Linked DNA regions of Mus musculus: regions 1 and 3 are each linked to region 2. Evidence: chromatin contacts called from public promoter capture Hi-C data. All regions are on one chromosome and are shown on one strand. Each heading gives the region's core, a stretch centred on a gene start, on an enhancer-like site or on the middle of the called end of the contact. The rest is flanking DNA. Distances are from core to core; before and after follow the strand shown.

Region 1 (2,982 bases), core at 299-2,798, 140 kb before region 2:
GGCTGCTGTGAGGAGGGCAAATTCACTGGACAGCAGGAGAGGGAGCAAAGAGCTCGTAATCGTCTTCTCCCATGCTCCTTTTCGTCTGGGCTGCTGCCAGCAGATACCACCCACAGTAGAATGTTCACACCACCACCGGGTAGGGGGACACCCCCACCCCCCAGAGGAAGAATTCATTTCTTCTTTTAGTTCCCTTGATTATGATTTTTTTTTTTTGCTTTACATACTTTGAGGCTATGTTATTAGTTTTGTGCAAATTTAGAATTGTATCTACTTGATAAATCAATTCCTCCCTGGTCTATGTTTAGCAGGGGTTTCCTCTTTCATAGCCTGCTTCAGCAGAGGGTCTGTTCCTGGGGTCTGCCTGATAGAAGGCTTGCTCACCACCACTCTCCCTGTTTCTTTATCCGCGCGCACGCGTGTATGTGTGTGTGTGTGTGTGTGTGTGTGCGCGCGCGCGTGCGCGCACACGCTCTCACACTTGCACAGGAGGCCACTTTGCAGGAGCTTTGGGGGTTTTGTTTGGCTGGCTGGCTGGTTGGTTTGGTTTTTTTGGCTTTTCAAGACAGGGTTTCTCCTGGCTGTCCTGGAACCACTCTGTAGACCAGGCTTGAACTCACAGAGATTTGCCTGCCTCTGCCTCCCCAATGCTGGGATTGAAAGCATGGGTCACCACCCGGCTGGTTGGTTTCTGTTTTGAAACAGAGCCTGCTATGTAGCTTAGGCAAACCTAGAGCTCACTTGTAGACCAGGCTGGCCTCCAGCTTCACATAGTCACCTTGCCTCTGCCTCCTGAGTTCTAGAATTACAGGCAAGGGAGATGGGCTGTTCAGGACCAGAGGGTCTTCCTGCCCAGCTCAGAAATTCATCTGTGGTTAGGCCTGGAAGATCCCCTGGAGATAATTCCCAGGGCCATAGGCAAGCACACCACATGGGAGCCTATCAGAAATGGGTCAGGCCATACTCAGACCCTGACTCAAAGCCTGCTTTCAGAAAAGATGTCTAAGTGACTCCTGCATGAAATTCTCGAAAAATAAAATATTACATTTGTAAAATAGAATAAATCATGTTAATTTAAAAAAAAAAAAAGGTTGAGAAGCTTGCCCTAGTAGCCCTCCTCCCATTTTCTAGACCAGCAAACCGAGGGACAAGACACCTCCCAGGACCAGAGCCTCATCCTTGGGACCCTCATTACAGTCCCAGGCTTCCCTGCCTCTCTGGTTACATGCACTTCAGACTCTTCCCTGAGATTCTTGTTCGGTCTTTGCAAGGCCCACGCGCGCCCCCTGGTGGAATCAGGGGGAAACTTCCTGTCCGAGCCCAAAAGTAGGTAAGAGACTTGGCCCCTGGTTTAAAATCAAGGAATGAGGGCAGAGACCAGAGAACAGCGGGGAGCCTGCAAGTCGGGAAGTAAGTAGAGAGATAACTTTTAGTTTGAACAAAGACTGCAGGGTTGAAGTTGGTCCGAGCATCTTCTCTAAGCCTCTGGGGGATGGGGGCGTCCCCCTACCCTGTGGTGTGAACATTCCACCGCCATGGCAGGAAGTGCTTAATGCAAAGACCGAGGTCATAGCTGCAAAACTGGAGCCCAGGGCCCTGCCCAGGCCTGAGCCACTCTTAAGAGGGTTTTCCCCTCCCGCTGTGCAGAAACAGCTTTAGAGCCTTTCCTTACAAGGAGCCAAGAGGCCCAGAGACTTGTGTATGTTAAAATGCCCAAACAGCTAGTGATGAATGGTCCCTTCCAGGTCTGAGTATGGCTGTGACCTAGTTGTTCAGTAAAACACTGGGTTCCATGTGTCCAGGTCTGAATCAAGGCAGGCCTGGGGCACAGGCCTGTAATCTCAGCCCTTGGAGCAAGGCAGGAAGACTGTGAGTTAGAAGCCAGCCCTGTTATATCCTGAGGCCTTATGCAAACAAGGAAACAAAAGAATTATGCTTAATAAGGGCAGCATCTATGCCTACAAATATGACAACTCTGGATACCTCATGTGAATGAAATCATGCAATATTTACTAATCTGTTTGCTTCATTCCAAAGGTTTGCCCACATTAGAATGCTGTGTTTCCCTAAGGCTGAATAATATACCTGTGTGTGTGTGTGTGTGTGTATGTGTGTGTGTGTGTGTGTGTGTGTGTGTGTGTGTGTATCTTAGGTAAGTGTGTATGTTAGGTGTATTAGTTAGGCTGTCGTTGCTGAAAAGAGCTGTCCATGACAGCTCTTACAAAGGAAAACACTTAATTGTGACTTGGATCAGAGTATCAGAGATTCAATCCATGACCACCATGGTGGGAGGCATGGTGCCATGCCAGCAGACATGGTGCTGGAGAAAGAGCTAAGAGTTCTACATCTTGATCCACAGGCAGCATAAGAGAACTGTGAGCCTTCAGGGCAAGGGCTTGAGCATCTAAGATCTGAAAACCTGCTCCCACAGTGACACACTTCCTCCAATAAGGCTATACCCACTCCAAAACAGCCACACCTCCTAATAGGGCCACTCTCTATGGACCACGTATTCAAACACTCGAATCTACGGGGTCCGTTCCTATTCAAACCACCACAGTCCACACCCTGGTCCTTGTAGACTTGTAGCCATATCATAATGCAGAAATGCATTCAGCCCAAATCCAAAAGTCCTCATGGTCTATCACAGTCTCAACAATGTTTAAAAAGTCCAAAGTTCAAAGTCTTCTCTGAGATTCATGCAATCTCTTGACTGTAATTCTGTATAAAATCCAAGTAAAAAAGCAGATCACATACTCCCAACATACAGTGGCACAGGATACATATTACAGTTCCATAAGGGAGGAAAGCGCACACAGTGAGGAGATACTGGACTGAAAGCCAACTGGGCAAACTCCAAATTCTGCATCTCCATGTCTGACGTCAGATCTCCAACCCCTGTCACCTTCATTGACTGCAGCACACTTCTTTTCCTTGGGCTGGTCCCCTCACTGTGAGCAGTCTTCTCGACAGGTATCCAGG
Region 2 (3,493 bases), core at 306-2,805:
TGGCACTGAACTTGAGTGGAGTTTGCTGATTGGATAGACTGGCTAGCACTGAACCTGAATGGAGCTTGCCGATTGGCTAGGCTAACAGGCACTGAACTTGAGTGGAGTTTGCTGATTGGATAGACTGGCTGGACTCCAAGCTGCAGGTCATGGTCTGCAGTCTTCACAACAGCAGCCCTGGAGTTCCAGTGGCATGCCCTCACACCTAGACAGTTTATGGGCGTTCTCTGGGATCAGATTAGTGTTCACGTGGCAGACACATTATCAGCTGAGCCATCTTTCCAGCCTAGGCATGCTCCCCACTCCCTCCCAGTGTAACAGACATCGGGCTTGTCTACAAGGGAGTTGCTAGGTTGGGTGGACAGAGGTAACAAGGCTCATTCTAACTGGATGGCACCAGTCAATGTGGGGTCCCAGACTGAATACAAAGGAGAAGGCAGGCAGAGCATCAGCATCTCTCTGCTTCTCGACTGGAGATGGGACCAGCTCTCTCACATCCCTGCTACTAGCATTTCCATCTGTGGTCCAGCAGACAGAACCTTTTCCCTGTGGTTCACAAGCTGCGACCTCGGGGTTTCAGCTTGGGTTCAGGTTGAGGCTCTATGCCAGTGCCATGGCCAACAGGGTTCCGTGCTGCTCGCAGGGCAGTAAGTCCTGGCCTCCTTGTCTCCCCACAGCAGCACATCAGCGGCTCTCAGCTCACATCTCCCTTCCAGCCCTCGCAGCCACTTGGCAATGACAGTGGCTGCATTTGCATTTTTTTTTTTTTTTTTTTTTTTGCTTGTCCTAACTGGATCGTGAGTGTGGGTGCTACTGGCATGTAGTGGGTGGATACAAGGGCACTGCTAAGTGATTCACACTTGCACAGGGTGGCAAACTTCACCCCATCTCAAGAAATGTCATTCGTGGCAATCTTGGAGCGGCTGGAATTACACTCTTTCAGAGTTCACTAACAGATTTATCTGTTTGCCTGTGTGGGAAACTCTAAAGCTCCACTTCCTCCCTAGAAACCAGAGCTAAGACAAAGCAGTTCCCTCTCGTGGACACCAGGGGGCAGGAGTTCCAAAGAGAACCAGTTTCTGGAGTGATGAAAACATTCTTTTTGGTGCTATTAAAGGCAGCGTCATTTGTATAAATGCTATTGATCCTTCATATAAATGGAACTAGCTCTATAGCTTAGTGGTGCTGTAGGTGTACTGTGCAGTTTATCAAATAAACAGGTAGAAATCAACCCTACATATACCACAGTTAATAAAGAAGGCATAAGGGAAGTAGGAGGGAATCTTAACGCTGACTTAGAGGAGAGACACATTGCTTATGTGCGCCAAGGGTGCTACTGTTTGTAGGTGTGGTATGGTTGAGATGTGGTTCTCCCCGTGGAGTTCACACTGAGGTTTGGTTCCAGTGGATAGTGCTGTGTTAGGCATTGACTAGGGATTAATGCTTTTCTATGAGTGAGCTGTCGCTCTGGAGATGGGCTTCTGTGACATGGTTGTTAGCAAGCCTGGCAGCTCCCCTCCACCACTCAAACCCATGCTCCGCTCCACACAGTGCCTCTGGCTGACTGCCACATGGTTTTCAACAGAAACTGAATGGATTCTGGGACATCTGGAGCTGGAGGAACATTTTTTTTTCTTTTTGTAAAGCACCCAGCTTCGGTATTTTGGTGGTAGCAACACAACACACACCAAGAAGTGATCTGGAATTCAGTGGCCCTTGCTTCAACTGCTCTATCAAGGGGAGCTATAGCCTTCAACAACCTGTCCCACCCCTCTCTGGGCTACTCAACTTTATAGGTGACACTGGTCATCAGCATCCATTGGGTAAGAAAGCATCCCAGTAGCGGCGACCACTTGACGACCTCCTCCAGGGTTTCTTGGGCAGCTTACTGCTTTGTATATTTATCAGGTGGACAGGAGACAGTCGGACACTCCCTGTGGTGGAACACCGTCTCCAGAATCCACAGGCAGCCCAACGGAGTTTTTGTCTTTCTTAGTGGCAAGGGACACAACATTTATTCACAATTTACAATTGGCTGCATCTTGGAATTTCCTGGATTGAGAATATTCACATCTGGATCCCATCCAAAGATTGCTGCTGTTCAGTTGTCTTGGTGTAGGCTTGACATCGGGGGTTTTAAAACTTTCCTGTGGGACTGTTAGTCTTGGGACCTTGGAAATGACTGCCATTAGAACAATTTGCTTTTTGTGCATGGCTTTTATTTTGATGTTGTCTTTTTTGGTTTGGGTTTTGGGTTTTTTGTTGTTGTTGTTGTTGTTGTTTCTGTTTCTGTTTTGTTTTGTTTTGGTTTTGGTTTGGCATTTGTTAAAGTTCTTAAATTTCTCTATTAATCATTTTCTTCTAAATTGAATTTGGAAATTTTGGGTTAAATTTGATTTCTGCTCCATTTTCTGCTTTATTAAATTTGTTATATCTTATTTGTGTGGAGGTCCCCTTTAGAGGTCATAGGACAACTTGAGGGAATCAGTTCTGTTGTTTTACTATGTAGGTCTCAGTGACTGAACTCAGGTCCTCAGACTTAGCAGCAAGCACCCTCACTCACTGAGCCATCTTGCTGGCCCATTCCACTTTATCTATGAAACCAGATATATACACATGATAAACATTTTTTAAAAAGATTTATTCATTTATGTATATAAGTGATGCATTTGCATGTGTGTGTACATGACAGAGAGAACATCAGATCTTATTACAAATGTTTGTGAGACATCTTGTTGCTGCTGGAATTGAATTCAGGACCTCTGGAAGAACAGCTAGTGTTTCTTAACTGCCGAGCCATCTCTCCAATCCCAGCTAGACTTCTTTTTTTTTTTAATTCAACTAATTTTTTATGATATTCAACACAATATATATTTCTATACCAATCATAAGAATGATGGACATGTTATTAAATGAACATAAAGTAGATAAGTAGATTTTTGTTTGTTTGTTTGTTTGTTTGTTTTATTTTTAGTAGAGCTTTAAAATCTTGGCTTACTGTGGTACAAACCCTAAATAAGAACAAGTTTTAAACATTGGAGTTCATTGTAATAAGGCTGTACTTCAATGTCCCTCACATCATCAAAGGATTTTACCTCCATAGTAGCTAAGCTAAGAGTTGACAGTTCTGCTGCGCCAAGGAATGAATTGTAGGCACGATTATTTGGATACAGATTTCCTGCTATGTTCAAAGCTATTTGATTTGAGTGATTGTCATCATTCTCAGCCCACAGGGAACAGGTCACATTCATTTAAGAAATGGTGTGTGTATTAAGATGGTCTATCCACGAAGCCATTCATCAACTGTTTCAGTGAGCCATGGTTCTGCTTGGAGGGTGGCACAGACATGAGGTGAGGGTAAAATACTGATTCATTGGCTGTGATGATTTTGAAAAGTATTCATCTCAGAAAAAAGAGTAACTTATAAGGTCCTCTTCTTCAAAATTGATACAATAATTGTAAATATCAAGGAAAACATTCAATCTCACCCTTT
Region 3 (3,165 bases), core at 378-2,877, 220 kb before region 2:
ATTAGCTGACAAGGAGGCAGAGCTCTGCTCCTCTGGAGCCTCTACAGTGGGCACAGAAGAGGGCACCATCATGCCAGGCACCAGAGCACAGGAAGGGCAGGAAAGGCCCTGGGGGGCCAAACCCCTGAACCTTCATCCCAAACCCATCCTCACACCAAGAATCTGTCACAATGGCAGATTCTTACAGCTGAGAAAAACAAAGGCTCAGGAAATGAGGCGATTCATGCTTGAACCTGGGTCTCTGGTTGCCTAGACTAGGCACAGGAACTAGCCAGAGGCCACTTCAGCAAAGGCCGGGATATCACATGCTTTGGGGAATCCTCAAACTAAGTTTACAAACCTGTGGGCAGAGTCAGACAGCTTAAACTTGAACTCTGTGCACAGGGAACTCAGTACTTCCTAAATAAACCCTGTACATTGTTACTTGGCTCTACCGCTGGGGCCGGAACGTCTTCTCCATTCTGGGGGGAAGTAAACTAAAGCCTGCCTGCTTCACTGACCCAAACCTAAAAAATAAACAAGGGGCCACTCTCACACCTCTCCAGGCAGGCTTGGCACATTCTGCCTGTGGTGAGGCTGGGCCGGGGCCAGGCTTCCCATGCCCCAGATAACCTTAGGATGTAAACTAAGGCAGCTTCTGCATCACAGACACCTTCAGTGGGCCTAAGCCACCGAAGCATTATGGCCTTACACAACCCAGGCCTGGCAGAGTCTCTGTGTGGAGCCCCTGACCCTACTTACTTACCAGCCCAGCACAAGTCAGCATGAAACGTTAGGGCCTCTCTAGCTGAAGATCTTATTACTGGCTCGAAGAAAGGCTTGCATTTCTCCCTCCCCATTTTGAAAGAAGTACCCTTCCAAGGACCACTCAGAGTGGCTCCAGGCCCCTACAAACCTGGCTCTCCCCACAGGAAGCCCACTCAGCTCTCCATCCAAAAGATGAGGAAGCAAGACAGGACTGGAAGCACGCTAAGCTTGAGTAGCAGACAGTGGAGGCAAGTCAGGATCCACTTCGACTACTTTACTACGGCCTGCGCGCTGAGTAAACTGATGCACAGTGGAATGGGATTCGGAACTCAGAAGTACGGAGGAACTGCATATCAGACCGACCCCTTTCTCTTTGGTCCTGATATAATGGGAAACATTAGGGACCCCGCTTTCCCCCAAGAGGAAGGACCCTACAGAAGCTGGGGCAATGGGGATGGGACAGTCACGGTAGCTCCAGATAAGGAGCCATCACCCATTGACACAGGAGCCTCAAAAGCATCCGTTGGTGGTGCGGGGTTGCGAGGGACTAAGGGTCTGGGGTCAGGGTGGCGCCTACCCCTGGCTGGCCGGGTCCGGCTGCGGGAGCGGCTCCTCTGTCGCTGCAGCCGGGGCCGCCGCAGCAGCCGGTAGTAGTAGGATGGCCTCCCGGTGCTCTTCCTGGCGTTGCCGCCGGCGGACATGCTGCCGCCCGCCGGGCACCGGGCCAGGCCTGGGCGCTCACACGGGCCCCATCGGCCGCTCCGGACCGCCCGGCGGGCGCCCCGCACTCTCTCCCGCGCTCTGGTGCAGCAGCAGGCAAGACCAAGGCTGCCCTACAAAGTAGCTCCAACTCCTCCTCCTCCGCCGCCTCCCCCGCCCCGCCCTGAGCAGCCGGCCCCTCGGCGGGGGCCCGGGACCGGGAGGCTGGGCTGGCACCCGCCCGGAAAGTCAGTGCGGGCAAAATCCTGGCCTGGAGTCGTCCGGGCGACGCGGCCCGAGAGTGCCCCTGTCCCGTCCGAAGAACCCCAATAACAGCATATACCCAACAGCCATGTCTAAACTCCATATCCAACTTGGGGTGCCTGGAGCACCCTATCCCGCCACAGGTGCAGTGGTGCATGTATATATGCATACACACCAAGGCTAGGCACCTGAAATTAGAGTCTGAGGAAGGGGGTGACTGGACTGAAACATGGCCAGACCAGAGCGCCCCACAAAGCTTTGCACCTACCCCTCAGTCAGGTCGGAGTTCTGCCTGTCTCTGTTGCCTAAGATACTTAGCTACTCTTTACAGAAGGCAGTCTCCATCTGATAAAAATATGACTTTCATACCATTAAAATTATTGTGTGCATTTCAAGCGCACATAGAATACAAGGCACACCTGTGCAACCAGAGGGCTTTGCTAAGCCACTTTGCCCCATCCCCCACATAAACCACCAGAGGTGCCTGAATTTTCCCTCCCCTCTGACATTTTTAGTAGCATTAGTGAGTTTCTGAAGGTAGTAAGATCTCTACCCTACAGTGGGAGTAGAAACTGAGGCTTGGGAAAGGAATGACCACCTGCCTCTACTACCACAAGCTGAAAGACTTTCTCCAAGTCATTCTGCAGTTCCAGAAACTTCCATGGCTCCCCCGATCATAATAGCTACAAACCCAACCATCTCTCTTTGGTATTTGAAGCAACAGAAATCTTGCAAAAATCAAATCACTGGCAGCCTCACGCCAACCACCCATCCCCCCCTCAACCCTACTTGCTGCTGGCTCTCATCTCTGTCCTTCTCTTAAAATGGCCAGCAATCTGCCTGCCTCCTTTTCCCCTCCTCTTAGGTCTACCCTCCTGGTCCTAGGTAACCTCCATTTCTCTCCCCTCTCCCCAAAGCAACATTCAGACCACACCACCTACCAGTTCAAGTCAGATGGGGAAACTGAGGCCCTAAAAGATGTGTGCTCAAGTGTGTGTGTGTGTGTGTGTGTGAGAGAGAGAGAGAGAGAGAGAGAGAGAGAGAGAGAGAGAGACTTGCCTCGATCACACAAAAAGTACAAGGGCATATGGTCTTGGCCAACGGTTGTTGCATGAACTCTTATGGGAAATGGGACAGGCTAGACACTGGAGGAACTTACGGCAATCTCGAGTGGGGTAGGGTAGCCTAGGTAACAATCCAGGCCAGGTTTTTCTCCTCACAGGGGAAGCCCCCTTCCTGGCTCCTCAGTCTAGGAGGGAGGGCCTCCAGGTCAGTGGAGAGGATGGGGGTGCTGGATCACAGCTGGAGGCCAGGCGCCATCCTGGGACTTTGGAGGGTAAGGGGGGAGGGCAGGTCTCCAAACCTAGCTGCAGAAGGGTCCGCTGCCTTTCAGTCTTCTGGTCCCACTTCCCATAGCACAGGCCAGCCCCACAGGAAGCTGAAACAGGGTTGCCA

What was found. Promoter capture Hi-C pulls out the DNA fragments that hold promoters and counts their contacts.
Region 1: a contact with region 2 is called in a promoter capture Hi-C map of the C10 cell line, with 3 times the contacts expected there. The contact joins the enhancer-like site here to the promoter of 4930402F06Rik in region 2. A contact is called at or near these places in 11 of 39 promoter capture datasets (the 3T3-L1 cell line, 3T3-L1-derived adipocytes, the C10 cell line and 6 more), 4 of 484 Hi-C or Micro-C datasets (the 3T3-L1 cell line, the N1E-115 cell line, embryonic stem cells and 1 more) and 1 of 9 other capture datasets (liver).
Region 3: a promoter capture Hi-C map of macrophages shows a contact between it and region 2, with 5 read pairs. The contact joins the promoter of Dab2ip here to the promoter of 4930402F06Rik in region 2. A contact is called at or near these places in 3 of 39 promoter capture datasets (the C10 cell line, macrophages and pre-B cells).

The regions. Positions count from the first base shown.
Region 1 is chr2:35,538,052-35,541,033 of GRCm38.p6, reverse strand. No RefSeq gene overlaps it. Among named protein-coding and RNA genes, the nearest start is that of Gm13446, 19 kb to the left of the region's middle. Within about 2 kb of position 1,548, at least 24 of the 459 cell types and tissues checked have an H3K27ac peak or open chromatin away from gene starts, as enhancers often do. A contact at or near this core is called in trophoblast stem cells, where this site is marked.
Region 2 is chr2:35,395,236-35,398,728 of GRCm38.p6, reverse strand. 4930402F06Rik (RIKEN cDNA 4930402F06 gene) reads left to right here and starts at 1,555. Exons shown (of 6, transcript NM_001080709.2): 1 at 1,555-1,823.
Region 3 is chr2:35,620,443-35,623,607 of GRCm38.p6, reverse strand. It overlaps Dab2ip (disabled 2 interacting protein), which reads right to left and starts at 1,627. Exons shown (of 16, transcript NM_001114124.2): 1 at 1,325-1,627. The coding sequence starts at 1,448.